Linked DNA regions of Mus musculus: all the other regions are linked to region 1. The links are chromatin contacts, called in public Hi-C, HiChIP or PLAC-seq and promoter capture Hi-C maps. All regions are on one chromosome and are shown on one strand. Each heading gives the region's core, a stretch centred on a gene start, on an enhancer-like site or on the middle of the called end of the contact. The rest is flanking DNA. Distances are from core to core; before and after follow the strand shown.

Region 1 (5,659 bases), core at 2,045-4,544:
GATGCCCAGATGAACTGGGCTAGGAAAGGAGGGCAAGAGGGTTCGGGATGTGATGGAGGGCCTTCCTGGGGCTGATAGTGTGGCCCTGGAGAACATTGCAGGCCACGTTGACCCTAGAAACAGGGAAGCTAAGGTTAGCCCAGCCATTATCACAATGGCCCTCTAGTACCATGACAGGACAGCCACCTCAGTATGTGCAGTGGTTTGAAGGAGAAATGCTCTCTATAGACACATGCCTGGCCACTTGGTAAAGGTGCTGTTTTGGGAGATGGCTGAACCTTTGGAGTGTGGCCTAGTTCACAGAAGCAGGTCTCTTGGGGGGATGGGAGGGGGAAATGTTTGAAGGTGAAGCTCTGGCCTGAGCTTTCTGCTTCCTGATCCACTAATATGTTAGGAGCTGCAGCCCTGTGCTCCTGCTGCTGTAGATGGAGCCATCCTGGGAATCATGCAATTCCTGCTGTGATGGACTATGGCCCCTTGCTCTAGTTTTGTTTCTGATGCTCTGATGGGTACTCTGGCGGAAAGCAACTTAGTGGAGAAAGGGGCCTATTTCTGTTAATGATTTTCTAGGTTGCAATCCACAGCTTTGGGGAAGTCAAGGCAAGAACGTCACACAGCTAGTGACATCATATTCACAGTCAAGGGCAGAGAGGCATGAATGCACGCATGCTCACATGCTCGTCTGCCTGTGCTCAGTTCTCTGTCTCATATAGGTCAGGACCACCTGCCTAGGGGATGGAGCCACCTACAGTGGACTGGTTGCTCCCACATCAATAAACTTAATTCAGATAATCCCTTACTGTGAGGCATAACTCAACTTAAAGTACCTCCTTGAGACTCTCCAAGCAATTCTGGGTGTGTCAAGTTGACAACTCAAGAGAACCATCACAGCCTCTAGGAACATGGGCCCCAATTAACTGTTCCTCTTTTAAATTACTCCTGTCAGGTTTGGGGCCACAGCGACAGGTAAAGTAACTAATATATCATGTCCTGTCTGTTGCATGCCTTCCTGTCCCACCTGGGAGAAATGAGTATGGAATACATCCTCCTGTCCCCTACGTGGCCGCACATGCCCCATTTTGACATGAGTCAATGTGAGTCAAAGACCTAGTGGTCAGCGACGTCCACTGAGCTGTAGGGGAGTGGTGACTTAGGCAGTGGGGGTGGGTAGGACAGGGTAAGGTGATCTAACACAGTGCCACAGGGAGAAGGGAGGACCTTGGCTAGGATGGCATTCCTTCAGGGGTAGCAAGGACAGCGGACTTCTGGAGAGTAATATTGCATTGGAACCTGGGCTAATGAAGCAGGTACCTCTCGGCCACCTGTAGGCCATCACGAGGCCAGAGCTTGTCTCAGAGGGGACCCGTGACCTTGGAGGTGAGGCACAGTGTGAGGCATGAGCGCACTGCCCGGCTCACTTCCTCAGCTGATTTACACACTCCCACGCCGACTCTCTAAAATCAATCTTTCCCCAATTGCCTCCTGGCTCTCAGCAGCGTCTGGGTCTGCCCTGCATGAGTAACTCAAAAAAAAAAAAAAAAAAAAAAAAAAAAAAAAAAAGGGTTCTCCCACACCCTGAGCAGCTTCTCCTGGAGTCCCTGCCAGCGCCTCTGATGGGCAGGAACAGGGGAGGAGGATCCTCTGCCTCAGCCTTTGATGCGGAGTTGTGATACGTGGCAGGGCCATGATGGAGTCTGATAGAGAGCAGCGAGGGATGTGGTCAGGCTTGCTGGAGAGGGTCTTGAGCAAGAGTGGGGGAGGGGCCGGTCCTGCTGGAGCCTCTGATGGGGAGGGGCGGGGAGAGGCAGCAGGTGTCTGACACAGAAAAAAACCGACTGTCAGAGCAGACCCTGCCTCGAGGCCCACTGTGCAGATGGGCCTGGGTGGGCAGGAGCCGTGGGTAGTGCTTCCCGGTTAACACTACAGAAAGAGTGCTCCGTTCAATGGCTGGGTGTTCTCTGCCTCTCTTCTGTAAATATTTAGGATAATTACTTCTTTTACACATTAATAAGCATTAAGCTGGCAGTTGGTTTAATTTTGACATATTTTATGTCAAAAGAAGTGGGGCTGTGATTAGCTGGGGGCAGGCTTTCCTACTACAAACCTGCTCCTCCTCTGCTATTTTTAAAAAGGCGTCCCTTATTAGGGAGTCGAGACTCTTTAGCTGAAGATGGAGCTAATGCACTCTGTGTGTGTGTGTGTGTCCAAGTTCTCAAGAGTCTGTGTGAGGTCAGGCATGTTGCTTACCCTTCTGGACCTTAGTCTCCTCCTCTGTAAGATGGTGCTAAGACAGCACCTGCCTTCCTCATGGGGCTTTTGTGAGACCACTGTGAGCAGTGGTGCTAACATCTGCAAAGCACTTGAACCAGTGTCTTTAAGTGCTGAGAGTAAGGAGGGCAGTGCCTGCCTTCTGATGCTCATTTCTCTGTAGGACTCTCCTCTATCACCAGGGCTCAGCTCTGCTATTCCCCACCTCATCCTCCCCTCCCCTGCTCTGCCCCTGCCCCTGCTTCTCTTTCTTCAGCTCCTCCATCTTGCACTTGAGGAGGTTTGGACTAGAGCCTATTAGATTTAACTCTCCAACTTATATACAAGACCCTGAAGGCCTTGCTTATCTCTCAGCCAGAGACTTTCTCCCCAGACTCCCTTTCCTGAATGCTGGAGGCTTCTATTACTCCAGTTGTCCCAGCTCTCCATCATCTTTGGCCCTCCTCCCCATGGTTTCTTTTTTCTTTTTTCTTTACCATATGAATAAATATTTATTTATTTATTTTTTAAAATTAAAAAATTTTTATTAGATATTTTCTTCATTTACATTTCAAATGCTATCCCAAGAGTCCTCTATGCGCCCCCCCCCCCCGCTCCCCTACCAACCCACTCCCACTTCTTGGCCCTGGCGTTCTCCTGTACTGGGGCATATAAAGTTTGCAAGACCAAGGGGCCTCTATTCCCAATGATACAGAAGTGGATCCCCATGGTTTCTTTATTCTTGTATGTTCTTCTCGCGGGTGGGCGGCAACATACACACAAGGTCAGGGGCTAACCTAGAATCAATTGATCTCCTGTCTCAGGACACTTCTTCCCAAGAGGGAAAGCCTTCTGGGTTGCTGCTCAAGTTCCTTCTAGTTTCTTGTGGGAATCTGAGATGCTTAATCAGCTGCAGGACTCCTCCACTTAAGGGTGTGAAGTCCGGAGCTGGAGTGGGAGGGACTGAAGCCACCACGCCCATTAAAAATCCCGCCCTGGCCCCGCCCCGTCCTCCTCAGAGGAACCCTAGCTGGTTCAGCTGACGCTGCACTCCACGTGACGCTAGCGCCGAGTGAACATGGCGTCCACTGTGCGGTGAGTGCTGAGCTTGTCCCTTGCCCTGCCTGCGGCCCGCGTAGAGGTGGCCTGCCTCGGTATTCCTAGCTGAACAGTGGGTGACAGCCTCCGAGCTCTGACTGGAGTTGCTCTGTGGCCGCGGGCTGCGGGCTGCGCGCTTCTTCTCTGGGGCACCGGAACCGAGAGCCGGGCTGGGCGAGTGGTACCTGCAGAGCCCCTGCATGCTTGCGGCTGCCCACTGGCCCTCGTGGGGCGGGGGAGGGTGGCTTCCCTGGAGTCCCGAGTGTGGCAGCCTCACCGTAAGTGGCCGAAGTGGGAGCTTCACAAATCTGTTCACTGCCACGCCCCTCCGATGAGGTGGCCAGCCTGGTCTGGGCGCCAGGTTCCCAGGCGCTTCCTCAAAAGTGAGGGAAAGTGTGAGTAGTATTTGGAGTGGCCGTGGAATATCCGTTAATCAGGCCAGCACTTTCCTGATTCTTTCCTGGCCCAAACGTCAGCTCCTCTGAGACACCTTCCCTTAATTATCTGATCAATTCTATACTGCCTGACTTTCTGTATGTCAGTTGTCTCCTCACTAGCTCCGATGCAGGCTCCATGCAGGCCTCAGTAGCCCAGTGTATTGCTCCGCTTAGACTTGCCATAATTCTGTATGATTAAAGGGTCAGTGGTTCGGCTGGGAGGAAGTTTGGACAGATGGGCTCTATTCAGTGTCACGGAAGGACAGCTGATCAAAGGTTAAGAGATAAAGACTGAGAGAGTAGGGTACATCCCTGAACTAGTAGGTTTGGTGCTAGTGACTTCTCCAGACTTTGTCCTGGGGGAGCAAGAAGGATTGTCATCTGGAATCTGCTTTTTAAGAATTTTAGACAGGGTCTCACTATGTAGCGCATGCTGGCCTTGGGACTCAGATTCTTCCTGCTTTGCCCTTCAGAGTGCTGACAATCCAGGCACGATGGCACTACACCCTGCTTGAGATCTGTTATGTTTTGCTTTGCTTTGTTTGAAGACAGGGTTCCTCTGTGTAGCCCTGGCTGTCCTGGAAGTCACTCTGTAGATCAGGCTGGCCTCGAATTTGGAGATCCACCTGCCTCTGCCTCCCAAGTGCTGGGATTAAAGGGGTGTGTCACTACTACTTGGCTTTTTTTTTTTTTTTTAGGTATTTTCCTCATTTACCACTTGGCTTCTTAAAGAGTTCCCCCCCCCCAACCCCCACCCCCGATAGCATGAGCTGTGGTTTCAGCGGAAGAGGGTGTGGACCTGGTGGTAGGGGATGTTAGGAAGGGTAGGGGTAGAAGAGTGCAGTTCTCCACAGACTGAGTTCAGAACTGAGGCGAGTATGGTAAAAACTAGTGGAGCAAATGCATCTCTCCATATACAACGAGGGCAGTGGAAACAGTGCCATCTTAGTTAGCTTCCAAGGTTGGAAGAGCTTGGGACATAGCAATCATGTAGTGACTACCAGCGGTTTTCTAGGAACAACACTGGGCCATGAAAGCTAATGGACAGGTGGGATCTGTCATCGAACTCTGTGCCATCTAACTCTGTCATCTAACTCTGATCTTGGTCTGTGCCAATACGAGGCATGCGTTTTAGGATCATGGGATGATCTTTGCACTCGGTGATCTTTGGGTGAACTTGGAACACTGAGACACACTTAAGTTGGAGCGTCCTGATAGGTCTCCAGGAGGCCAGGACCAGAACTGTGAACCCAGCCTTTGCCCCTCCGTTAAGAAGCACAGTGAGCAGTAAGTGTGGGCAGGCATCTGTCTGTGAGGTATCATCTGTCCTTCTGGGCGGGCCAGGTGGTCACAGGCAGGTCCAGCAGCTGTGTTTGGGTTTGAGACTCCAGGCTGGCTCAAGGCTTGCTTCTTTCCGGAAGATTCTCCGTCTGGGATAGGAACTAGTCAGATCCTCAAAGGAAGCCTCTTGAAGCCAAACTGATCCTTTTATAATTGAAAAGTGCCACAGATCTCGAGGAGGCATACTTATTAAGAAAGCTGACAGACATGGGAGTTTCCACAGTTGGCCAGGGCCTCCTTGGGAAGAGACTTCTCAGAAGTGTTGAGCCTGAGTTAGGTCCTGTAAGGCCTTAAGGGGACAAGATTGAAGGATGTTCTGTAGAAAGCTTGGCTCCCTGCTGCTACATTCATGTGACATATCGGCATGTCAGTTGTCTCCCCTGTTTGAGAAGTGCCAGGGTTGTAACTCAGGACTTGCCGTGCCAAGCCAAGTATTCTACCACTAAACTATATTCCCAGCTTTTTTTTTTCCCCCAGACAGGGACTATATAGGTCTTGAACTTATGATCCTTCTGCATAAGCCCCCAGGGTAATGG
Region 2 (5,279 bases), core at 1,006-3,505, 740 kb after region 1:
ATACGGTCTGGCAGAATTAAGGGACGGCTGGGGCTGGTTATGCCTATTATCAAGGGCTCATAGAACCAGACTTAATTTATTTCCTTAGGCCACCTTCTCAAGAGTTCCTGAATCTAAGATGCTATGGTCCATAAGACGCACCAATCTGTTTATGCCTTATCAGTACTTGAACCCAGGGCTCTGCATATGCTAGAAAATGCTCGACCACTGTGCTACAGCCCCAGCCTTTTTTTTTTTTTTTCATATATATATATAATCACTTTAACACAGGGTCTTGCTAAGCTATCCAGGCAGACCTTGAACTTGAGATCCTTCTGTCTCTGCTTCCCAAGCAGGGAGGTTAGAGGCGTGAGCCACCACCGGCTTTATGCGCTCAAAGCATAAAAGAGACCCTAGATGAGGAGTCCTGATTAGAGAGGGAAAACCAAACAACCTGCTTTGAGAATGTGGACTTCCAACGGGTTAACCGTGAAGGTTGCCAAAGAGAGTGGGGAGCAAGGGACTTAGTGCTCAGATCTGAACACACCCCAAACAACGGGAGAGGCAAAAGCAGGGTGTGAAGTAGTCACGTCAAATGCATGCTTGAACTTGAGTGAAAGTGCTCTGCCACGCGCAGGGGTAAAACAGCAGAGTAAGTTAGTGTCCACGGACCGCTCACGGGGAGGCCTTGGGTCTAGAATCCCTATGAGGTTATTTACTGTTGGGCTTAGGCAGAACTTCAAAGTGAGGTCTTACTGGAACTCCGTGGGTATTTACTGAATCAGACTAAAAAGGGAATTACCTTCAAGCAGGCTTAGTAGAAAATCACTAGGTTCTGAGATTCACTAAGAGTCACGGACCAATTCCAACTACTAAATAAAAGCCAAAAGCTCAATCTATGAAACCACTCTTCCAGAAAGTTCTAGTTCCAGCCCTACCTTTGCTTTGCTTCCTGTTGGGCTGCATCACCAGGATCCTGAAAAAAAAATAATTTTTACCTTTTAATGGAGTGGAACTTCAAAAGAAGAGAGAAGAACACATGGGTCAGGGAAAGGTGGGGTGAGGCACATTTGTCACCATAGTTAGCACTTAGGAGACACAAGAATCTCAAGTTACCGGCCAGCCTGGGCTATAAACAGAGACCGTATTCAAAATAAAGTAAAATACCAAATAAATGAAAACAAAAATAAAGGGCTTATTCGATATTCTTTCTGCTATAATAGGTTCCCGAGGTGGAAACTGGACCTCACCAAAAAAAAAAAAAAAAAAAAAAAAAAAAAATCAATAAGTCAGTTTCCATTTGCAATGTTGTGTTCGTTTTATTAAATAAGGGCTGAGGGTGGAACTCAGGGAAGAGAGGGTGTTGTGTATGCTAGGTAAGCACTGTGGCCCAGGCTAACCCCCACTCCCAGCCCCACATTTCCCAAGCGTCTCAAGTCACAATCTAAAAGAATGTTTGAGAACGCACACATTCCTGAAAAGGCCCCGGTATCATGGAGCCCTATTTTTAACCAGTGAGAAGACTGGAAAAAAGAGACCCTGGCTTGGCACGAAAGATGCTGGCTCAAAGGCTCAAATGCTTGCCACTGAGGTCACCCACCACCACTAGCGTTTGTCCCAAGGCAAGTTTACAACCCGCTACTCCCTCCTAGCCGGCACCGCAGGGGCTGAGCACCATCTCTGGAGTCCGCGGTTCGACTCCCGCCCGGGGAGGCGCTGTCAGAGCGGCGTCCTCCGCACCAGAGCTCAGAGGATCCCCCTCTACACAGCGCGGGCTTCCGGTCGGCAAGACCCCCCCCAATCCGAGGACACCCCAATCCCGGCGAGGATCGCCTGAGGCTCGACGGCAGCGAAAACCGAGACTTGGGGGGTGGGGTGGGGGGTGACTCGAAGGCGCGCACACCCCAACCCGCACAAGCCTCACGCGGGACCCTACGGCAGCCGAGGAGGCGGCGGTGACCTCCGGGGACACCCCCATCCCCGTGGGCACACACACGTTGCCATGGGGTACGCGGAAGCCGGGGTCCCACGAGCAAACGCCGAGAGCCTGTGCCTGGGGCGAGGGCGTCACCTCGCCCGCCCGCCCGCTCGCTCACTCACTCCATGCTTGGCCTGCAACTCGGCCAGCCTCTGCTTCCTCAGCGCCTCAAGTTCTTCGTCCGCCATGGCGCGGCTGTCCCACGTCGCGCAGGCGCAGCGGCCGTCGGGGGTCGCGCAGCCGCAGCCGCCCTCCGGTACACTCGGTTGGAATCGCTTCGGCCGGAGACTCGAGCCCGGCGCCTTCGACTGCGCAGACGCGAGTGATGCTCAGGCATCAAAAGTCGAGTGCCGAGTTGGGGCTGCCGGGCCTCGGCCAGGGTGCCTTGCAGAGGACCGATCCTGCGATGGGAAAAGGGGCAGAACCTCTAAGAGGGCGCTTGTGGGTTCCCAGGCTCTGAACTGCGCGTTAACACGCCCCACCCTAATGATTCCTAGGACTGGCAATGGCGCAGTTCTGCAAGGTGTAAACTCCTTAGTCGACGCCCTGTCTGCTTTACCCCAACCCCCAAGGGCCTTTGCTGAGAAGATGCTGTGTGTGTGAGTGTGTGTGTGAACTATGGCAATACACACACACACACACACACACACACACACACCCTGATTTTGGAGTGAGGGTCCCAGTAAGGGATGGAGTGGGTGGAAAAAAAAACTGCTCAATTCTCCAATCCTGTGACTTGCTTATGGTATATGTATTTTAATTTTTCCAAATACATCTAACCATTTTCATTATATATATATATGGAGGTAAGGGATGAGTGAGCCTGAGGAGACAAACATTGGACCCCTGGAGTTGGAGTTCCAAGCAACTGTGAGTCACCTGATATTGGGTTGAGAATCGAATTCTGGTGCTCTGGAAGACTAATACACACTTTTAACCACTGAGCCATCCCTCTAGCCCATATACCTACATCCACCCTGTTGAGCAATGGCTACTCTCTATAAATTTTTCATCATTACAAACTGGCACCCACTCACTAAATAGAAATTATTTATTATCCCTGGTTCCCATTACAAAACAATGTTCTGTCTGTATAAAATTGCCTATTCAAGCACTATTTATTTATGGCTGGCATATTTGACCAATCATATACCACCTTCAAGTTTTTTATCCATGTTGTACCATGAGACAGAACTTCATTCTTGATTGGATTTGGTGGGTGTGTGCCTTTAAAGTCGGCCAATCCAGGGGCGTCTGAGGCAGGAGGATCTGGAATTGAAGACCAGCTTGCCATTACATAGTGAGACTTTGGCTCCAACCAAACAAGCTCTCCCCTCCCCCATTTCATTATTTCCTGGCTGAACATATTTACTGTACAAAGCACATTAGATGTATTCATCAGTTTAACCTTGTTCACTTTTTGCTTAGTGTGAGTAAAGCCACTATCAATGCATGTGTTCAAATGCCTGCCTGCAATCCTGCCTTCAGTTATTTTAAATATGTATCTATGGATGGAATTGCTGTGTTAGGGACTGTGGTGGTTTGAAAGAAAATGGCCCCCAGAGGCTCTTAGGGAGTGGCACAGTTAGGAGGTGTGCCTTGTCGTAGGTGTGTCTCGGTTGGAAGGAAGTGTTTTTCTGGGACTCTGAGGTTTCAAGTGTGCTCACGCCATAGTGTTACTTTCCCTGCTGCTCGCCTATTGATGCAGAACTCTCAGCGACCTCTCCTGTACCATGCCTGTCTGCACTACACCATGCTCCCTGCCACGATGATGATGGACTAAACTTCAGAACCTATAAGCCAGCCCCAATCAAATGCCTTCCTTTATAAGAGATGCCGTGATCATGGGGTCTCTTCACAGCAATAGAAATCCTAAACCAGACAGTTGCTTTTCTACTACTGTGATACAATACCATGACCAAGGCCATTAATAAAAGAAAGCTTTTAATTTGGAGCTCACAGTTCCAGAGAATTAGAGTCCGTGACCATCATGGTGGGGAGTATGGTAATGAGCAGGCAGGCATGACAGTGCAACAGCAGCTAAGATCTCACGTCTTGAGACAACTACTATTTTGAAAATTCAGAGCCCTAGTGACACACCTCCTCCAAGGCCACACCCCTCCAAGGCCACACCCCTCCAAGGCCACACCTCCTGTAAGGCCACACCTCTTCCAAGGCCACACCTCCTCCAACAAAGCTACAGCTCCTAATCTTTCTCAAATGCCTGTGTCAACCTCTCCATAGTTCTAATAGCATCTGAAACTCAACATACCCGTAGTTAACCCTTGACTTCTTCATCAGCTGTCCCTTCTACTTCTCCTTACTTTGGTAAATGTCACCGTTTATTAACTAGGTCAGAACACAAGCACCTGGACCTGAGGAAATGGTTTAGGTAGTAAAAGTGCCTGTCACCTAAGTGTGGTGACCTGCATTAATATCTCCTCCCCTCAAAAGCCTATCTGAATACAGCCTAGCATCCCAACCCTGGGGAGGCAGACCCAGACAGTCTGTTCAAAGTGCCGCTCTTCAGGTTCATTTCAAGACCCTGTCTCAAAAAATACAGTGAAGAATGACTGAGGAAGACATCCAATTGTTAACCTCTGATCTCCATGTGCACACATATCCAAACACACAAGTACAGTCTTGTGTGGCAGATGCTCCCTAGGAAGACACAATACACATGTCTATCAGCCCAGAAAGGGAACCATAAAGACAGACCAATATAAGAGTCCAACCAAAATCTAAATTTGTGAACCATAGGGTTTTTACTGAGGTTCTCAACAGGAGTGGGTGTGAGGGTTACTCCTAAGAGTAAGAATGACTCAAAGAGCAGACTTTTTGAAAAGTCCATCCCACCATGGGCAGTTGTGGCTCATGAAAGTCGCAGCCCTGGGGCTCCCTCCTGTCAGCTGTTTACTGGAGAACAGCCCTCCAGAATCCCCCAAATTTTCATTCTCCCAGACATGATGCATTTGTTTACTTCTGTAGTGGTTGGAATGAGAAATGTGCACCATTGATGGGTGTGTTTGAACACGTGGTCCCTAACTGGTAGTGCAGTTTGGGGAGGTTATGGAACCTTTAGGGGGTTCATCCTCGCTGGAGGAAGTGCATCAGCAGCAGGGGTGGGCTTTTAAAAGCCTTATCTGCTTCCTGACTGGACTCTGTTCCACATTCCTGGCTGAAGATGCGGTCGTTGTGTTTCTTCCTCCAGCCACCTCCTGACATGCCATTTTGGACTCTTCCCCTGGAACCATAAGCCCCGATAAACTCTTCCTTTTATAAGTTGCTTTGGGGCATGGTATTTTATCACCGACAAAAAGTA
Region 3 (5,157 bases), core at 363-2,862, 780 kb before region 1:
GTAAGGCTGGTTTGTGGTTTTGTTTATTTGCTTTGCCTTGCTGGAAAACAAACCTAGGGCAGTGATAGGCAAGTGCTCTATCACAGAGCTACCCCCCTAGCTCGGTATTCTTGTAGGAAATATCCTGTTTATAAGACCTAGCCCAGAGAAGCCTTGAATGCTTGCCTTGGTCCTGTAGCCTCACACAGTTCCACCTACAGCCTCTACCAGCACTGAAGTCTCAGTCACACAGGTTCAGGGGTACCCGGGGAACCCCATCTTTCTGCCCCTATCCATGCCTCAGTTGGAAGGGGAGACGCTTCCGTTCTGCTCTTCATCAAACTTTATTAGGGGCAATACTAGGGATGAAGAAGAATGCCCAGCAAAGGAGCTTAAGAATGGGTCAGCAGTAAGAGCTTGGTGCTCTTGCAGAAGACTCAACTTCTCAACGGAGAAGACTCAGTTCCCAATACTGCTCACAACCAGACTCCAGTTCCAGGAATCTGACACCTTCTGACCTCCCGAGGTACTTTCAATATACACCTAACTGAATCTTTTGCAGAGTCCATATGTCTCTACTCCTAGAACTTCAGAGTCGGGGGCAGGAAGACAGGCCAGTCTAAGCTACAGAGTGAAACCTTGTCTCTAAGTAAATAATCATTTTTTTAAGTGTCCAGAAAACAGGTTAGGCTGTCAATCAGCCTGATTTTGTCTGGATCCCACCCCTCACCCACCCCCACCCCACCCCCGCCTCAAGTCAGGAAGCGCCGGGCATCTCCGCATCCGTGGCTGGAGAACAGCCCTTACCAGAACCCCGGGACCCCCGACCCAGACCCTGGCCCGCGCACGCTCACCAAAGTAGTCTCGCGCCGTGCGCGCCTCGAGCGCGCGCTCCAGTTCCCGCGTGAGCGCCTCCAGCCGCCGCTCGGCCGCACTCGGGCCGCCCTCCCGGCCCGGGGGCAGCGGCAGCGACGGCAACGGGAAGGGGAACTGGGCAGGCTCCGGAGAGCGGGCGGGCGCCGGGCCGACGCCGGGCGGCAGCAGGTCTGCACAGGCGCCCGCTGAGCCACGGGAACCCAGGCTGGACACGCTGGAGCGCGCGCTGCCCCCCGACGGCGGCCCGGGGCCGGGGCCGTGGCGCTGGTCATAGCCCAGGCTGATACCGCTCGAGCGCGCGCTGCCGCCGTCCGAGCCCGCGAGGCTGGCGCGCGGGCCTCGCTCGGGGCGGCTCGGGACGTCGGGCGCGGCCTCGGGGCCGCCGCAGCCACCCTTGCCTCGGCGGCCCGACGCTGGCGCCGCCTCGTCCACGGCCCTCGGCCCGCGCCGCACGCGCCCTGGGGAGCCGGCGGTCGGCTCCGACTCGCGCAGGCCCAGCCCGGCCAGGAGCAGAGCCGCGTCGTCCGCGGCCGTCCGCGAGCGCTGCATGGCCGTCGGCCCGCCGCGGCGCGTCACCTCCGCCTCCGCCGCCCGCCGCCGCCGCTCCGGCAGCGCCGCCGCATCGTCCGCCGGCCCGCAGCCCGCCCCGGGACCCCTGGGCGCGGGGCGGGGCGGGGCCCGGGTCGCGGTCGCTCGGCGTGGGCCGCACTCTCGCGCGGGGCCGTGGCGGGGAGGGAGGGAGGAACGGAGGCGCGCGGCGGAGGAATGCGCGCGCAGCTCGGGGCCGCGCCCCCTCCGCTTCGAGACCGCGCGCAGGGGGCGGGGGGACGGAGGGACTCCTTTGCCCCGTCAGGAATGTGAGGAAGGAGACTGCGCAGCGGCCTCTGGAATGTGGGGGGGGGCGGCGACGGCCCGGCCGAGGGGTGCGCAGACTTCGCGAGGACGCGGGCGGGACAGCGGTGGCCCAGGCTCTGGTCCACCCCGAGGCCTCAGGGCACATTCCAGATTCCCCCCCCACCCCCAGGCTGAGCCCCGAGCCCACATCCTCCCTCCCCATATTCCTCCCTGGCCCTCTGCTAAAGGAACACAGCCTGATGCTGCCTGCTTTGTGCCACATGGATGTGACACCAACGTGGGAATTCTGGCAGTTTCAAAACACAGTGTAAGGATTCTAGCAAAGTCTAGGTATAACCGTCCCAATTACACATTCTGGGACTTAGAAAAGAATCACGGGATGAGTTCCGGGACCCATTGTAAGTGTGACTTCCACCAAAATTCTTTTAGGCTGGAGCCATGGCTCAGAGGTTAGGAGAGTTTGTTGCTCTTGCAGGGGACCCAAATTCAGTTCTCAGCATCCACACGATGGTTCACAACTCTCCTTAACTCCAGTTCGAAGAAATCTGACCACCTCTTCCACTGCTAGGCATGAACGTCGTGCATGATGTACAAGCAAGCAAAACAAGCCTGTTTATCAACTGGCATCCCTACTTTAATTGGAGAGCCATAATGAGTCTAAGGGTTTTTTGTTTGTTTGTTTGTTTGTTTGTTTGTTTTTTCCGATGTGAGGGGACTCTCAGAATTATTGTCAATTTAGAACCAGTATCCACTAGGCCTTGGAAAATCCAGTTGTTTCCTTTTCTCCGTGTTAGTTACCCTGGTAGAAGGAAGCAGGCTGAACGTGAGACTCCCATATTGTATCTTACCCCAAACCCACAAACAAACAAAAATCTGTCTTACCCTGCAAGAGCTGTCATGGGAAAGAAAACCAAACCTCATGTGTTGTGTCCCAGTAATCAGGAAAACAGTTTTAAAGGAAAGCCCTTCACTTCCAGACTCCCTTTTCTCAGAGGGGGATGGTAACATGCCCCAGTACCAGGGGAAGGGAGCTTGTTGGCAGCAGACTGACCTACCCAGATGCACAGAAGCCTGGCCTTCACTGTGCAAAGAGCCAGCTGGGACACCTGCTTCCCAGATGGAAGGGAAACTGTAGTGTCTGGCCCATCCCCCCCAACCCGCCCTCCAACCTCCCCACACACACATGCACCTCCTAGGACCTAAGGAATTCCAGCTCTGCCTTATGCACACAAGGTGTGGAAGCAAGTATTTGAGGAACAAATGTCCAGTCAGGAGAGCCACCTCATGGTCCAATGAGAAAGGAGAAACCATTTGACCGGTGATCCCATTTCACTGATCACATTTATCAGCCATTTAAAAGTGAAAATGTTGGGGGCCAGTGAAAAGCCTCCAGAAGGTAAAAACCACTTGTATACATATACCTAATGCCTTATTTAGTTCAATCCTCAGAACCCACAGTAGAAGGAGAGAACCAGGTCCTTAAAGTTGTCTTCTGACCGCCGCCACATACACACAAATCAGGGCTGGTTGATATGCCTGACCACCCACATTACATTCCCTGGACCCACACACACCAGGAGTAGACTGCAAAGTTCTTCTCAGACTTCCATATACACACACTGTGTGTATACAAGCACATCCACATGTGAACGTGCACACACAGATTACTGAACTACCATAAAATTATAAGCAGAAATTTCTTTCAAAACATCTATTCTAGGTTATGATTGTCCCAGGCTATAATCAGGAGGCTGAAGCAGGAGGATCACTTTTGAAGCCAGCCTGGGCTGCATAGCAAGAACTGCCACCACCTCCCAATAAAAACAAGTAAATGTTTCAGTCCAGCTTTCACAGTTAGAACCTTCAGAATTCAAATGATACATTAGTGTCCAGGGTCAACTAAAATCCATTTCTCTAGAAATAAGAAAACCTAAAAGTAAAGCAACCTAAAATGACCAAATATGGGATAGTAGAAGACGCAACTTCTATGAAATGGCATCCGTTGTTTACTGATGAATCTGCATGCTTCACGTCCTAGCACTGGAGAAACGGAGGCCAGCTGGAAGACTGAAGCAAAAGGAACACACATTCAAGGCTTGCCTGAGCTCCAGAACAAATTCCAAGTCAGTCTGATCAATGTAGTGGGACTCTATCTCAAAAAAAAAAAAAAAATCATAAAAGGAGCTGGGGGTCAGGGAGATGGTTTGGGGAAAAGGCACTTGCCACCAAACCTGATGACCGCAGTTCCATCTGTGGGACTCATAAGATAGGAGAACCCCTCCACTAAAAGTTGTAGTCATCATCTGGTCACACCAGATAGATAGATAGATAGATAGATAGATAGATAGATAGATAGATAGATAGATAGATATGACAGATAGATGTGAAAGCCTAGTTGGACCCCTCAGTACCACAAATGAGCTAGTGTGAGAGTGTACACATTATTTACAGAAACCAAGTGCGTCACGGTGACTCACACCTACAGTAATTATTTTATTCTAATGACTTATAAGAGTTTGTTACATATTTTCACTACCAGTATACCATTTTTTACAAATAGTTTCTACTAGTTTACGTCTTCTCCGTCTCCTCCCTTTGATGTGTCTTCATAAGAACAGAAGTTATTTTATGGGGTTGGAGAGCTGGCTCAGCAGTTAAAAGTACTGCTTTTAAATATATATTGGTTGTTCGAGACAGGGTTTCTCTGTGTAGCCTTGGCTGTCCTGGAGCTCACTCTGTAGGCCAGGCTGGCCTCGAACTCAGAAATTCGCCTGCCTCTGCCTCCCAAGTGCTGGGATTGAAGGTGTGGGCCACCACCGCCAGGCTCCTAGCAACACTTTTTTTTTTTTTTTTTGGAACAGTAATTGTGTTCGGAATATAACTAAACAGAACTAGGGGCCTACAGTTCTACTTGGTTGATTTTCTTTTTTCCTCCCTCCCTCTCTCTCTCCCTCCCTCCCTCCCTTCCTCTTTCTTTTCAGCCCAGGCTGGCCTCAAACTCTCTATGTAGCCAACACTGACTGTGTAGATGATCCACCTGTCTTTGCCTCTCAGGTGTAGGATTAAAGGCATGTACTACCAAGTTCAGATCATGTTTGTTGTCTTTAGTGACAGCAGCTAAATGTCCCAAATAAGCTTTGGGCTGGGGTTTTGTCCTGTTGAGTTGAATACAGGAGGAAAATGTTCCATCTATGTGTAGAATTCAGGAAGCAGATTCCCAGTTTAAAAAAAAAATAAAAACTATCTATAAAAATACTTCTCTAAATATATCCTCCCTAAAAACAGCCAAATGGAGAATTCTGAACCTCTGGAATTCTGCTTTAAAATGCTAAGAGGTCACTTATCCTCTGACCTCCATACAAGTGCTTGGCATGTGCATGTACACACACGCGCACACACACACATACATACATACATGCATAGACACAATATTTTCTTTTATGTATG
Region 4 (5,777 bases), core at 1,173-3,672, 600 kb before region 1:
ACCATCTGTAATAGAATCTGATGCCCTCTTCTGGTGTGTTTGAAGACAGCTACAGTGTATTCAAATACATAAAATAAATTAATAACTATTAAAAAACAAAAAAACAAAAATAAATAGAATCTCAAAGTCTTGAGTTGTATCATAAAGAATGACAAAGAGGAAAAACAACTACACAAAGTGAAAAGAAAACAGAAAAAAGCAAGCAGTGACCACTAGATCAACCAACTCGGGGGCCTCACTGAACAATATCTGTAGAGAAAACGTTTAGAGCACAACTCTACACTTCAGGTTCTTTCTGAATTAATACTGAGAGAACCCAGCAATGGGTTCTTCTTACTCCAAACAAAGCAATTCCTTATTCTAACCAACATTCTTTGTCCATCTAGGAAGGTCATTTTTTTCCACTGAGGAGAAAGTCTCACAGGAAAGGGACAGAGTGGACACACAAAACCCATGGGATGTTGGAGCCTGCTAGTGACTTCCCTGGAATGCAGAAGACCTAGGAGACGCACAGCTCCTGCTATAGTAGGCTTCAAGTTCTCAACAGAAAAATTATTTAGCAAAGTATTTTGTATTTGTTTTTTTTTTTAAAGGATGCTTAAAGCATGCGGTCTTCCAAAAATCCAGAGATAATTTTAGATTGAAAAAAATCTAGGCTTGCCAAGGGAATCTGAGAACTTTTCTATCTTGGTCTCCAATGCTAACCTACGTATTCGTGTGCAAAAATAGAGGAAGATTAGAATCTCAAATGCCAGACTGAAAAGTTGCCACAACAAACTTGCACTCTTCATATGGAGTCTGTGATCTTGTCAGCAAGAAAGCAAATAAAACAGCAATAAAACCTTGTTTAATATGTATATCTTATATGTATATGTATCACACACATAAATATCAAATATAAAGAAAGTATTCTCTGAACTTGTAAAAGAAATGATCTTTTTAAAGATTACAAGGAAAAACTTACTATTTTCAAGGCACATAAAAACCTCCAAACGCACACCGAATCAAGCTCGCAAGTAGTCTTTTACAAATACATTCTTAGAACTTTAAGCCTAAAATAAGATAATAAGACAACAATGGTTACCTGGATGACTATACTGCCACTTGGGAAATATGTCTTAAAAATAAAAACAAATACAAAGGCAAGGCCTCTTGGCCTGTGTCTTTAATTCTAGCACTTGAGAAACTGAAGCAGAGAGATCTCTGTGAGCTTAAGGCCAATCTGGTCTACACCGTGGGGGTCTGTTCAAAATAAGTATGAGTAAATAAACAAATTTTTTAAAAAAGGTTAAAAATGTTAAAGCAATTATGAGAAGCAAACACAGATGTAATTTTCTACAACAGTGCGTTTGAGGTTTCCAAGCATATCCACAAGGAGAAAAACGGAATGTTACCTTTGACCCCCATTTGTAAATTTAGCCGAAGACAATAATCAAATAAATCCTTTTTGCCACAAGTGTTTTTTCTTGTGACAGGGACAATCAAATATTCATTAGAGTTTGGATAAATTATGGTACTCGATGTTCTACTACAAAACCTCTAAGAGTGACAGTATATATATCTGCACTTACTGATGTCACCAAAATGTTAGGAGCGGTTGTCACCGAGTCGCCGTGGTCATTTTCCCTCCTGACACTTTGTATACAGTGGCGAGTGTTTTTTACAAGGACAGAAGAATGAATCGCTTTCATAATGGCAACGGGTGGGGAAGGGCAAGGACAATCTATTTTCAAACTGGGGGCTCCCCAGGCTGATCGTTTCCCAGGCAATTTTGGTTAAAGTATAAACAAAATTCTTATCATGCCAAACAGGCATGCTCTTTTTCCCCTGCTCCACGAGGAGCAGGAAGACACACCCCTGACCCCGGCGCTCGCCCGACGGGTGTGGGTCCTTCCTCAGTCCTAGCCCAGCCTCGGCCCTCCTCTGACCCCCGCCGCGCCCACGGGCTCAGAGGGAGCCAGGAAGGGGCGCGCGGCCGGCCGGGGAGCCGCGGGGCGGCCTGAGGGCAGCGGCGCCCGCCTGTGCCCGTGGACCCAGGTCGCCCACAGGCCGCCAGCCCCGGGCGCACGGCGCCCCGAGCTTCCGGGAGCGGATCCCCCGCGGCGGCCCAAGGCAGCCGCGTCCTTCAGCGCCAACGCGCCCCTCAGGGTCTCGTCCCGGGCGCGCGCCGAGAGGCCCCTCCGGGCTTCCGTCCGCCCGGCCAGCGCCCGCCGAGCCCGGCGTCCTCCACAGCAGGCGGGCGAGGGACGGCGCCGAGGGAAGCGGCACCCCGCGAGCTCGCCTCGATGCCAGTCGCCCTTGCGACCCGCCGCCCGCTACCCCTAGCCAGTCCCCGCCGACCCGAGCCCGCTGGCGACCGTACCTCACCTGCGAAGCGCCCCGGCTCCGGCGCACCGCCCGGACCGGCTGTGTACACCGGAAGTGACGTCGGCGGGCGGCCCCGCCCCCGCCCCAGGCGGTCGCTGCGGTTTCCCCGGCCGGAGCCCACCCTCCCCTCGTGCTGGATGGGCGGCGGCGAAGCTCTGCGTTCCCTCCCTGTTTCCAGACCTAGTCGGAACCCTGCTGAGGGGCTCGGTTGCGTCCTCGCGTATTTATCATTGAAATTAATGATAGAACCATTGATCGCTAGACATCACACCTGACAGACGATGTAGGAGCGGGATAGTACTAGCACCCTCAGGGATTGCTTCGTGAGCGGTGCCAACAGAATACTACTGTCACAAATCACTGTAATGATGTAGTGCCATTTGTGGCAGATGGTAGGAGGGGAAAGTAGAAGAGAGAAGGAGAGAGTACCCCGACCCAATGGAAGTGGATGTCCAGATAATTACCCTCCGGGTTAGATCAAGAGCTAAGATCCCTAAAAGAAAAAGGAAAAAAAAAAAAAAAAAAAAGGAATTTTAAAACAAAACCTGAGGAGGACTACATGACAGCACACAGCAAAACACAAATAGGCGAAAGGGACCCGAGATCGTAGCTCGGAGATAGAGTACTACTCAACTTGTCAGGGGCACATATTACAGCCCCAGGGTTTTGCAATGAGAGTTTGGGAGGTTAAGACACATGTTTTAGGCTGGGAGTGGTGGTGCATACCTTTAAGTCCCAGTCACTCAGAAGACAGAAGCAGGCAGATTTCTATGAATTTGAACCCTGCCTGGTCTACATAGCAAATCCAGGGCTAGCCAAGGCTACATAGAACCTGTCTCAAAAAAAAAAAAAAAAAAAAAAACCACACACACACAAAAGGTGAATAATTATCAAATGTTTCATTGTCAGAAAACTAGAGAAGATAGGATTTATCTAAGAACATTCCAAACTCCCTGTTTTAAACAAGGGCTTATTTGGCAGTACTTGGGAAGCTGTCAGGATTGCCCAGACTCGAGGTCTGAAACCCGGAGGCAGGAATGGTTGTATCAGGCTGAAATCCAGTTTAGTGGTAAAGCACTTACTTAGCACAGGACAGGCATTGGGTTCACCCTCAGCATTAGGGGAAAGTATGGATGTAGATTTTGATGCAGTATTTGAAAACAACAAAATCTTTCAGGACTGGGTTGTGCTTGGCCCCAGATCCTAGGGTGCTAGAGACTCAGTGATCATTAAAGGTCCACCCAGGTCAGGGGCTACAAAGTTGACGTTCTCACAGTGATAAAGATGAAAGACATAAACACTTAGAGGAGTAACTGAAATGAAGGCAAATTTATTACAGAGAAATAAAGAAAAGTTAAAAAAGGGTGGTTGTGGGGCTGGTGAGATGGCTCAGTGGGTAAGAGCACCCGACTGCTCTTCCAAAGGTCCTAAGTTCAAATCCCAGCAACCACATGGTGGCTCACAACCACCCGTAATGAGATCTGATGCCCTCTTCTGGAGTGTCTGAAGACACCTACAGTGTACTTACATATAATAAATAAATAAATAAATCTAAAAAAAAAAAAAAAACGGTGGTTGTCTGAGTCTCTGTCTCAGGCCAGCCTGGTCTACAGAGTGAGTTCCAGGACAGTCAGGGCTATACAGAGAAGAAACCCTGTCCAAAAAAAAAAAAAGGTGGTAGTAGTAGTGGTATACACAGGGGGGAAAAAAAAGTAGCACATTTACTATGTTCTGGGGCCTGGGCAATGGCTCAGTGGTTAAGAGCACTGGTACTTCTGGCACCCACCTGGTGGTTCACAACCATCATTACTCCAATTCCAGGTGATCTGATACCCTCTTCTGACCTCCTCAGGCACCAGGCACACATACAGGCATGTAAAGCACTCATACACATAAAAGAAAATAAATCCATTCAACAAAATAAAAACATATTCTATACAGAGTGAGTTCTAAGACAGTCAGGGCTACACAGAGAAACCCTGTCTCAAAAAAACAAACAAACAGGACTGAAGAGGTGGCTCAGTGGTTACGAGCACTAAATGCTCTTCCAGAGGACCTGAGTTCAATTCCCAGCATGCCAAAGCTGCCTGTAATGCCAACATCAGAGGATATATCCCCTTCTTCTTCCCTCGAAGGGCCCTGCATGTGCAACACATGGTATATATTCATATACATACAGGCAGAGCATCCCTATACATAAATTTTAAAAAATTAAAAATCATCCTAGGCTATGTGGCAGTTTGAGGCCAGCCATGAGACCCTGTATCAAGAAACCAAAAATAAATAACTATAAAGACTGGAGCAGAGTCTCTAAAATGCGTGGTGATGCCTCAAGTTGTTAAGGCACTAAAGCAGAGAGGTGACCAGACAGGAGAAACAGCAAGGGCCCTGAGATCCCAGGGCAGGCTGCAGGCCAGCACTTCAGAATGGAGCCTTCCTCCTCAGTGACTTACTTACCCCAGCTTTCTGAGTAAGGCAGGGGGAAGCCAGGATTCTTTGGGGGAGGGGTGACTGTGCAGAAACTGAGCACGGCAGACAGCTGCTTACTGGATATTGTCATCTTGCTGGCGTACACAAAGGTGAGGGCAACGGGCTTTGATTGGCCACTCTGTGTGTCTGTCTGACTGTCTGTCTGTCTGCCTCTCTCTCTCTCTCTGTGTGTGTGTGTGTGTGTGTGTGTGTGTGTGTGTGTGTGTGTGTGTGCGCGCGCGCGCGTGTGCATGTGTATTGGTACTGGGGGCTTCTACATGTTAAGCAAGCCTGTACCACTGAGCTATTTTCATCTAAGTTATCCAGTAAGTACTTGAGCTTGTGATCCTCCTGCCTCAGCTTCCTAAATAGTTGAGATTATAGGCCTGTACCTCCAGCCTGGTTAAAGCTACCTCTTAATCATAGGCTCTCTTAGCTATTGCTGTTGGCCCCAGCGGCTATTAGACCATGACACAGAATCCTCCAGGGAGCACACTTGATAAACATCAGTTGGAACTTTTACTCTTCCCCCAACTATTGGAGACCTCACGCACCGTCAAGCTCTCTGCTACTGGGCTATACCCCCAATGGCTATTTTACGTTTTTGGTGCTGAGGATGGAACCCATGGCCAAACAGATAGTCAGCACACTTTATATCATTGAGCCACACCCCGTGTGGTGTTTTGAATATGCTTGACCCATGGAAACTATTAGGAGGTATGACCTTGTTGGAGGAAGTGTGTAACTGTGGGGGTGAGCTTTGAAGTCCTATGCGCAGGCTCCACCCAATGTGGAAGAGAGGGCCTCCTCCTGCATAACATCTGCCTGCACACTGCCATGTTTCCCACCATGATGATAATGGGCTGAACCTCTGAACCTGTGAGCCAGCCCCAACTAAATGCTTTCCGTTATAAGAGTTGCCTTGGTCATGGTGTCTCTTC
Region 5 (5,507 bases), core at 243-2,742, 720 kb before region 1:
TGAAAGACTAAAGTTCATTCCACGGCAGCAAAGAAGCATGTTTAAAAGTTTGGTATTAGGGGCAGGGAGATGGCTCAGCACCTACATTAAGCAGCTCTCAAAACACCTGTAACTCCAGCCTCAAAGGCTCTGACACACACGTGTGAAGCACACACTTAAACAATTGTTTTCCTGACAGGGTTTCTCTGTGTAGCCCTGGCTGTCCTGGAGCTCACTCTGTAGACCAGGCTGGCCTTGAACTCAGAAATCCACCTGCTTCTGTCTCCCGAGTGCTGGGCTTAAAGACACGTGCTACCACCACTTGGCCTAGATTCACTTTTATTCCACGTATATGGGTGTTTTCCCTGCATGTATGTCTGTTCACCACAGTGTGCTTGGTGCCAGTGAGGCCAGAAGAAAGCATTGGAACCCCTGGAACTGGAGTTACAGGTAATTTTGAACTGCCACCTGAGTGCTGAAATTTGATCCTGAGTCCTCTGAAAGAGCAACAAGCAATCTTAGCTACCGAAACATCACTCCAGCCTCCAAAAGCAATCTTTTAAAAAACTGTCTTAAGGGACTGAGAGAAGGCTCGCTCTTCAAGAGGTCCTGAACTCAATTCCCAACAACCTCATCACAACCATCTATACTGAGTCTGATGCCCTCTTCTGGCATGCAGGTGTACATACAGATAGAGCACTCATACATACAGTAAATAAATAAATCTTCTTTTTAGCTGTCTTAAATAGGATGTGGTGATTCATAGCAGTTATCACAGGACTAGGGAAGATTTAAGCCAACAAATTTATGAGAGTTAAAGGCCAGCTTGGGCTAGAGAGGGGAGACAAGTTGCTGTAAACGATCCTCAAATTATTGAAAAACATAGTGTGCCAATCAGAATCGCTTTACCTGCGCGTTCCAAGTCTCTTTCTCTGGCACTTGCAGGCACTGGGAACGGAACACCTTCCAGCTTAGAGGCAAGACAGACACAGTGAGGGCTCCACCCTGGACATCCAGCCCCACCGAGTGTCACCCGGCCCGCCTCGGCCCGCCCCATCCCGCCCCATCCCGCCCCGTCCTGGGACCAGACTTCACGACAGGACTTCCCCGCCTACCTGCGCGTCTGGCTGTTGCCGCAGCCTGGACGAGCACAGGCGAACACGTACAGAAGCCGATGGAACGGGGAGCCGTCCAGCGGGCAGTACACCTGCACGACGAGCGTGAGCGGCTGTGCGCAGCGGCCACACTGCGGCCCCGGAGTGGTAACGGCCGGCAGGGCGTCCTGAGGAGCAGGCTGCAGCTCAGACCCCCGGGACCCACGCCGCTCCCGCCCGGACACCCTCCACGCGGCCCCGCCAAGACATCGCAGCCGCACTCACCGGAACGCCACCCAGCTTGCTAGAGGTCCAGGCGGAGGGCCCTTTGGGGCAGCCCTTCACCGCCGTGTCTCGAAGTCCCAGCAGTACAGGCTTCCTGACGGCCGCCATAACTACTGGGCTCCCACGTGACAGCGCGAGCTACGGTGGCCGACAGAGAGTGTTATCTGCGCACGCGCGCCGCCTGCTCCTCCCCGACTCCGCCCCAAAGGGGTCCTGGACGGAGACCACCTGTTTTATCTCTGATATCTTGATAGGATCTACAAAGAGGTTTAACTAGACGTTGACAACTGGAAACAGGATGACGGTATTGGCAGACAACAAGAAACATAACAAAAATAAAATAAAATAAGCCGGGTGTGGTAGCGCACGCCTTTAATCCCAGGACTCGGGAGGCAGAGGCAGGTGGATTTCTGAGTTCGAGGCCATCCTGGTCTACAGAGTGAGTTCCAGGACAGCCAGGGCTATACAGAGAAACCCTGTTCGAAAAAAACAAACAAAAAGTCCTTACATTTTAAAAAATAATCATTTATTTTTTTATTTTATGTGCATTGGTGTTTTGCCTGCATGTAGGTCTGTGTGAGGGTGTCAGTTCTTGGAGTTTCAGTTAATTATGAACTGTCCTGTGAGTGGTGGGATTGAACCTGGGTCCTCTGAAAGAGCTCTTAATTCCTGAGCCATCATTCCAGCCCCCCAAAGTCCTTAATTTTGACAGATACATTTAAAATACATATGAAGACTGAAGATTTGAGCATATGCCACAGCGGGGTTGTGTAACCTCTATGTGTTCGAGGCCAGCAGTCTACAAAACAAGTCCAGGACAACCAGGACTGTTACACAGAGAAACCCTGTATGGAAAAACAAAACAAAATAAAAATGTTGAGCATGTACATAGGTTACTCAACTGCTTACAACTCCAGTTTGCAGAGGGTAGGCAGGAGGGGAACCAATGCCAATTCTTTTTTCTGGAGTCTGTGGACAGCAGGAATACACATGGTGCACATTAAAGTAAATAATAAAAAGTTTAGCCGGGCAGTGGTGGCTCATGCCTTTAATCCCAGCACTTGGGAGGCAGAGGCAGGTGGATTTCTGAGTCCAAGGCCAGCCTGGTCTACAGAGTGAGTTTCAGGACAGCCAGGACTGCACAGAGAAACCCTGTCTCAAAAAACCAAAATAAGAAAAATTTTAGTGATGAGTTTTACTAAAATAAAAAAAATAAGCACATTTGAAAAGCATGTATTGCCAGGTAAGGGTGAACTCTGGTTATAGTTTGGACTAAATAGTGAAACTCAACCCAGCTCTGGCTTGAGAGTATCTCAAAAGCAAATAAACCCTGAAATTGGGACTGGATCAACCAACCTGATCAGTAACTTTCAGGCTACTGAGACACTGTCTTTATAAAAAAATAAATTAAAAAAAAAGGACTGACTGGACCAGAGGAATCACATGTGAGGTTATCCTGTGTCCTAAACACACACACACACACACACACACACACACACACACACACACACACACACACAGAGCCAGGGAGCAATCCAGCAAGCAGTTGCTCATTGGCTCTTTCTAGGACTTCCCTCAATAATAGATCATGACCGGAAATTATAAGCCAAAGTAACCCTTTCCTCCACAAGTGTTTAATCCCAGAAACAGAAAGCACATGTGAGTTTGACTACTTTGAGAAACCATAGCAGTGTGAGAATTTTAGAAATGGGCTAGAAAGATGGCTCAGTGGTTAAAAGCACTGACTGCTCTGCCAAAGGTCCCGAGTTCAAATCCCAGCAACCACATGGTGGCTTACAACCATCTGTAATGGAATCCGGTGCACTCTTCTAGTTTGTGTCATTTCCACAAAGGTAGCAGCCAGGATACAGGGAAAGAAGAGTCTGCAGCAAATCTCTCAAAGTCATGTCTTTCCCTCTCAAGGGAGACATTTTTCTCCAACTGAGCCCCACCTACTTTCCACCACTTACCAATAGTGCCACCTGCTGGACACAAGTCAAGCACTTGAAACTTGGAGAAACTTTACCCCACAAGTGTGTCCACATGATAGATTGAACCCAATCTTTGAGCATGCGCTACCACTGACCTATATCTGAGACCCTACTGTGACCTACCACCCTTTTCTTGAGACACGTTTCCACTGTATAGCTAGACAAGTCTGGAACTTGCTCACTCAGCCCAGGCTAATCTCAAGTAAGTACCATATACATCCCATTACTGAGTATGTGCCTGCCACAATACATGTGACATCAGCTCACCCCATCCACCTTTATATAGGTTTCATAGATGAAACTCAGGTGACTTGAGTGTAGTTTTTTTTTTTTTTTTTTTTCAATTTTTTATTAGGTATTTAGCTCATTTACATTTCCAATGCTATACCAAAAGTCCCCCTTACCCACCCACCCCCACTCCCCTACCCACCCACTCCCCCCCTTTGGCCCTGGCGTTCCCCTGTACCGGGGCACACAAAGTCTGCGTGTCCAATGGGTCTCTCTTTCCAGTGATGGCCGACTAGGCCATCTTTTGATACATATGCAGCTAGAGTCAAGAGCTCAGGGGTACTGGTTAGTTCATAATGTTGTTCCACCTATAGGGTTGAAGATCCCTTTAGCTCCTTGGGTACTTTCTCTAGCTCCTCCATTGGGAGCCCTGTGATCCATCCATTAGCTGACTGTGAGCATCCACTTCTGTGTTTGCTAGGCCCCGGCATAGTCTCACAAGAGACAGCTACATCTGGGTCCTTTCAGTAAAATCTTGCTAGTGTATGCAATGGTGTCAGCATTTGGAAGCTGATTATGGGGTGGATCCCTGGATATGGCAGTCTCTACATGGTCCATCCTTTCATCTCAGCTCCATACTTTGTTTCTGTAACTCCTTCCATGGGTGTTTTGTTCCCACTTCTAAGGAGGGGCATAGTGTCCACACTTCAGTCTTCATTTTTCTTGAGTTTCATGTGTTTAGGAAATTGTATCTTATATCGTGGGTATCCTAGGTTTTGGGCTAGTATCCACTTATCAGTGAGTACATATTGTGTGAGTTCCTTTGTGATTGTGTTACCTCACTCAGGATGATGCTCTCCAGGTCCATCCATTTGGCTAGGAATTTCATAAATTCATTCTTTTTAATAGCTGAGTAGTACTCCATTGTGTAGATGTACCACATTTTCTGTATCCATTCCTCTGTTGAGGGGCATCTGGGTTCTTTCCAGTTTCTGGCTATTATAAATAAGGCTGCTATGAACATAGTGGAGCATGTGTCCTTCTTACCAGTTGGGGCTTCTTCTGGATATATGCCCAGGAGAGGTATTGCTGGATCCTCCGGTAGTACTATGTCCAATTTTCTGAGGAACCGCCAGACTGATTTCCAGAGTGGTTGTACAAGCCTGCAATCCCACCAACAATGGAGGAGTGTTCCTCTTTCTCCACATCCTCGCCAGCATCTGCTGTCACCTGAATTTTTGATCTTAGCCATTCTCACTGGTGTGAGGTGGAATCTCAGGGTTGTTTTGATTTGCATTTCCCTGATGATTAAGGATGTTGAACATTTTTTCAGGTGCTTCTCTGCCATTCGGTATTCCTCAGGTGAGAATTCTTTGTTCAGTTCTGAGCCCCATTTTTTAAGGGGGTTATTTGATTTTCTGAGGTCCACCTTCTTGAGTTCTTTATATATGTTGGATATTAGTCCCCTATCTGATTTAGGATAGGTAAAGATCCTTTCCCAGTCTGTTGGTGGTCTTTTTGTCTTATAGACAGTGTCTTTTGCCTTGCAGAAACTTTGGAGTTTCATTAGGTCCCATTTGTCAATTCTCGATCTTACAGCACAAGCCATTGCTGTTCTGTTCAGGAATTTTTCCCCTGTGCCCATATCTTCAAGGCTTTTCCCCACTTTCTCCTCTATAAGTTTCAGTGTTTGAGTGTAGTTTTAAGTGCCTTTTAATCCGGGGACCCAGAAGGGCTACCAAACACCCCCCCCCACACACACACACACTATTGCTTCCCTTTTGCTTTAACCCCCTTTAGCTCCAGGACATGTCCTCCCCTGAGCTTCCCTTGAATCTTCAGATAAAGACACACAGCTTGTTACTTTACAACTTACCTTCTGGGCACAATTGCTGGGCACAGATATCTCCTGCCTGGAAAAGCATCCACT

Evidence for each region. Hi-C and Micro-C count contacts between places; a contact is called where the count stands out from the background. HiChIP or PLAC-seq counts read pairs in DNA pulled down with a chosen protein or histone mark. Capture Hi-C pulls out chosen DNA fragments and counts their contacts.
Region 2: a contact with region 1 is called in an H3K4me3 HiChIP or PLAC-seq map of bone marrow-derived macrophages, with 3 times the contacts expected there. The contact joins the promoter of Pdcd5 here to the promoter of Pepd in region 1. A contact is called at or near these places in 1 of 39 promoter capture datasets (liver), 2 of 484 Hi-C or Micro-C datasets (B cells and myeloid progenitors), 2 of 115 datasets of contacts at active chromatin or transcription factors (bone marrow-derived macrophages and pro-B cells) and 1 of 9 other capture datasets (adipose tissue).
Region 3: an H3K4me3 HiChIP or PLAC-seq map of bone marrow-derived macrophages shows a contact between it and region 1, with 7 times the contacts expected there. The contact joins the promoter of Wtip here to the promoter of Pepd in region 1. A contact is called at or near these places in 2 of 115 datasets of contacts at active chromatin or transcription factors (bone marrow-derived macrophages and pancreatic cancer cells).
Region 4: a Hi-C map of regulatory T cells shows a contact between it and region 1, with 4 times the contacts expected there. The contact joins the promoter of Garre1 here to the promoter of Pepd in region 1. A contact is called at or near these places in 1 of 484 Hi-C or Micro-C datasets (regulatory T cells) and 1 of 115 datasets of contacts at active chromatin or transcription factors (pancreatic cancer cells).
Region 5: a promoter capture Hi-C map of liver shows a contact between it and region 1, with 2.1 times the contacts expected there. The contact joins the promoter of Pdcd2l here to the promoter of Pepd in region 1. A contact is called at or near these places in 1 of 484 Hi-C or Micro-C datasets (CD4 T cells), 1 of 115 datasets of contacts at active chromatin or transcription factors (microglia) and 1 of 9 other capture datasets (liver).

What each region holds. Positions count from the first base shown.
Region 1 is chr7:34,909,113-34,914,771 of GRCm38.p6, forward strand. It overlaps Pepd (peptidase D), which reads left to right and starts at 3,295. Exons shown (of 15, transcript NM_008820.2): 1 at 3,295-3,342. The coding sequence starts at 3,326.
Region 2 is chr7:35,645,227-35,650,505 of GRCm38.p6, forward strand. It overlaps Pdcd5 (programmed cell death 5), which reads right to left and starts at 2,256. Exons shown (of 6, transcript NM_019746.4): 1 at 2,080-2,256; 2 at 918-955. The coding sequence starts at 2,145.
Region 3 is chr7:34,131,656-34,136,812 of GRCm38.p6, forward strand. Wtip (WT1-interacting protein) reads right to left here and starts at 1,613. Exons shown (of 8, transcript NM_207212.2): 1 at 834-1,613. The coding sequence starts at 1,404.
Region 4 is chr7:34,311,125-34,316,901 of GRCm38.p6, forward strand. Garre1 (granule associated Rac and RHOG effector 1) reads right to left here and starts at 2,423. Exons shown (of 14, transcript NM_172741.3): 1 at 2,368-2,423.
Region 5 is chr7:34,195,178-34,200,684 of GRCm38.p6, forward strand. It overlaps Pdcd2l (programmed cell death 2-like), which reads right to left and starts at 1,493. Exons shown (of 7, transcript NM_026549.4): 1 at 1,359-1,493; 2 at 1,095-1,261; 3 at 889-949. The coding sequence starts at 1,466.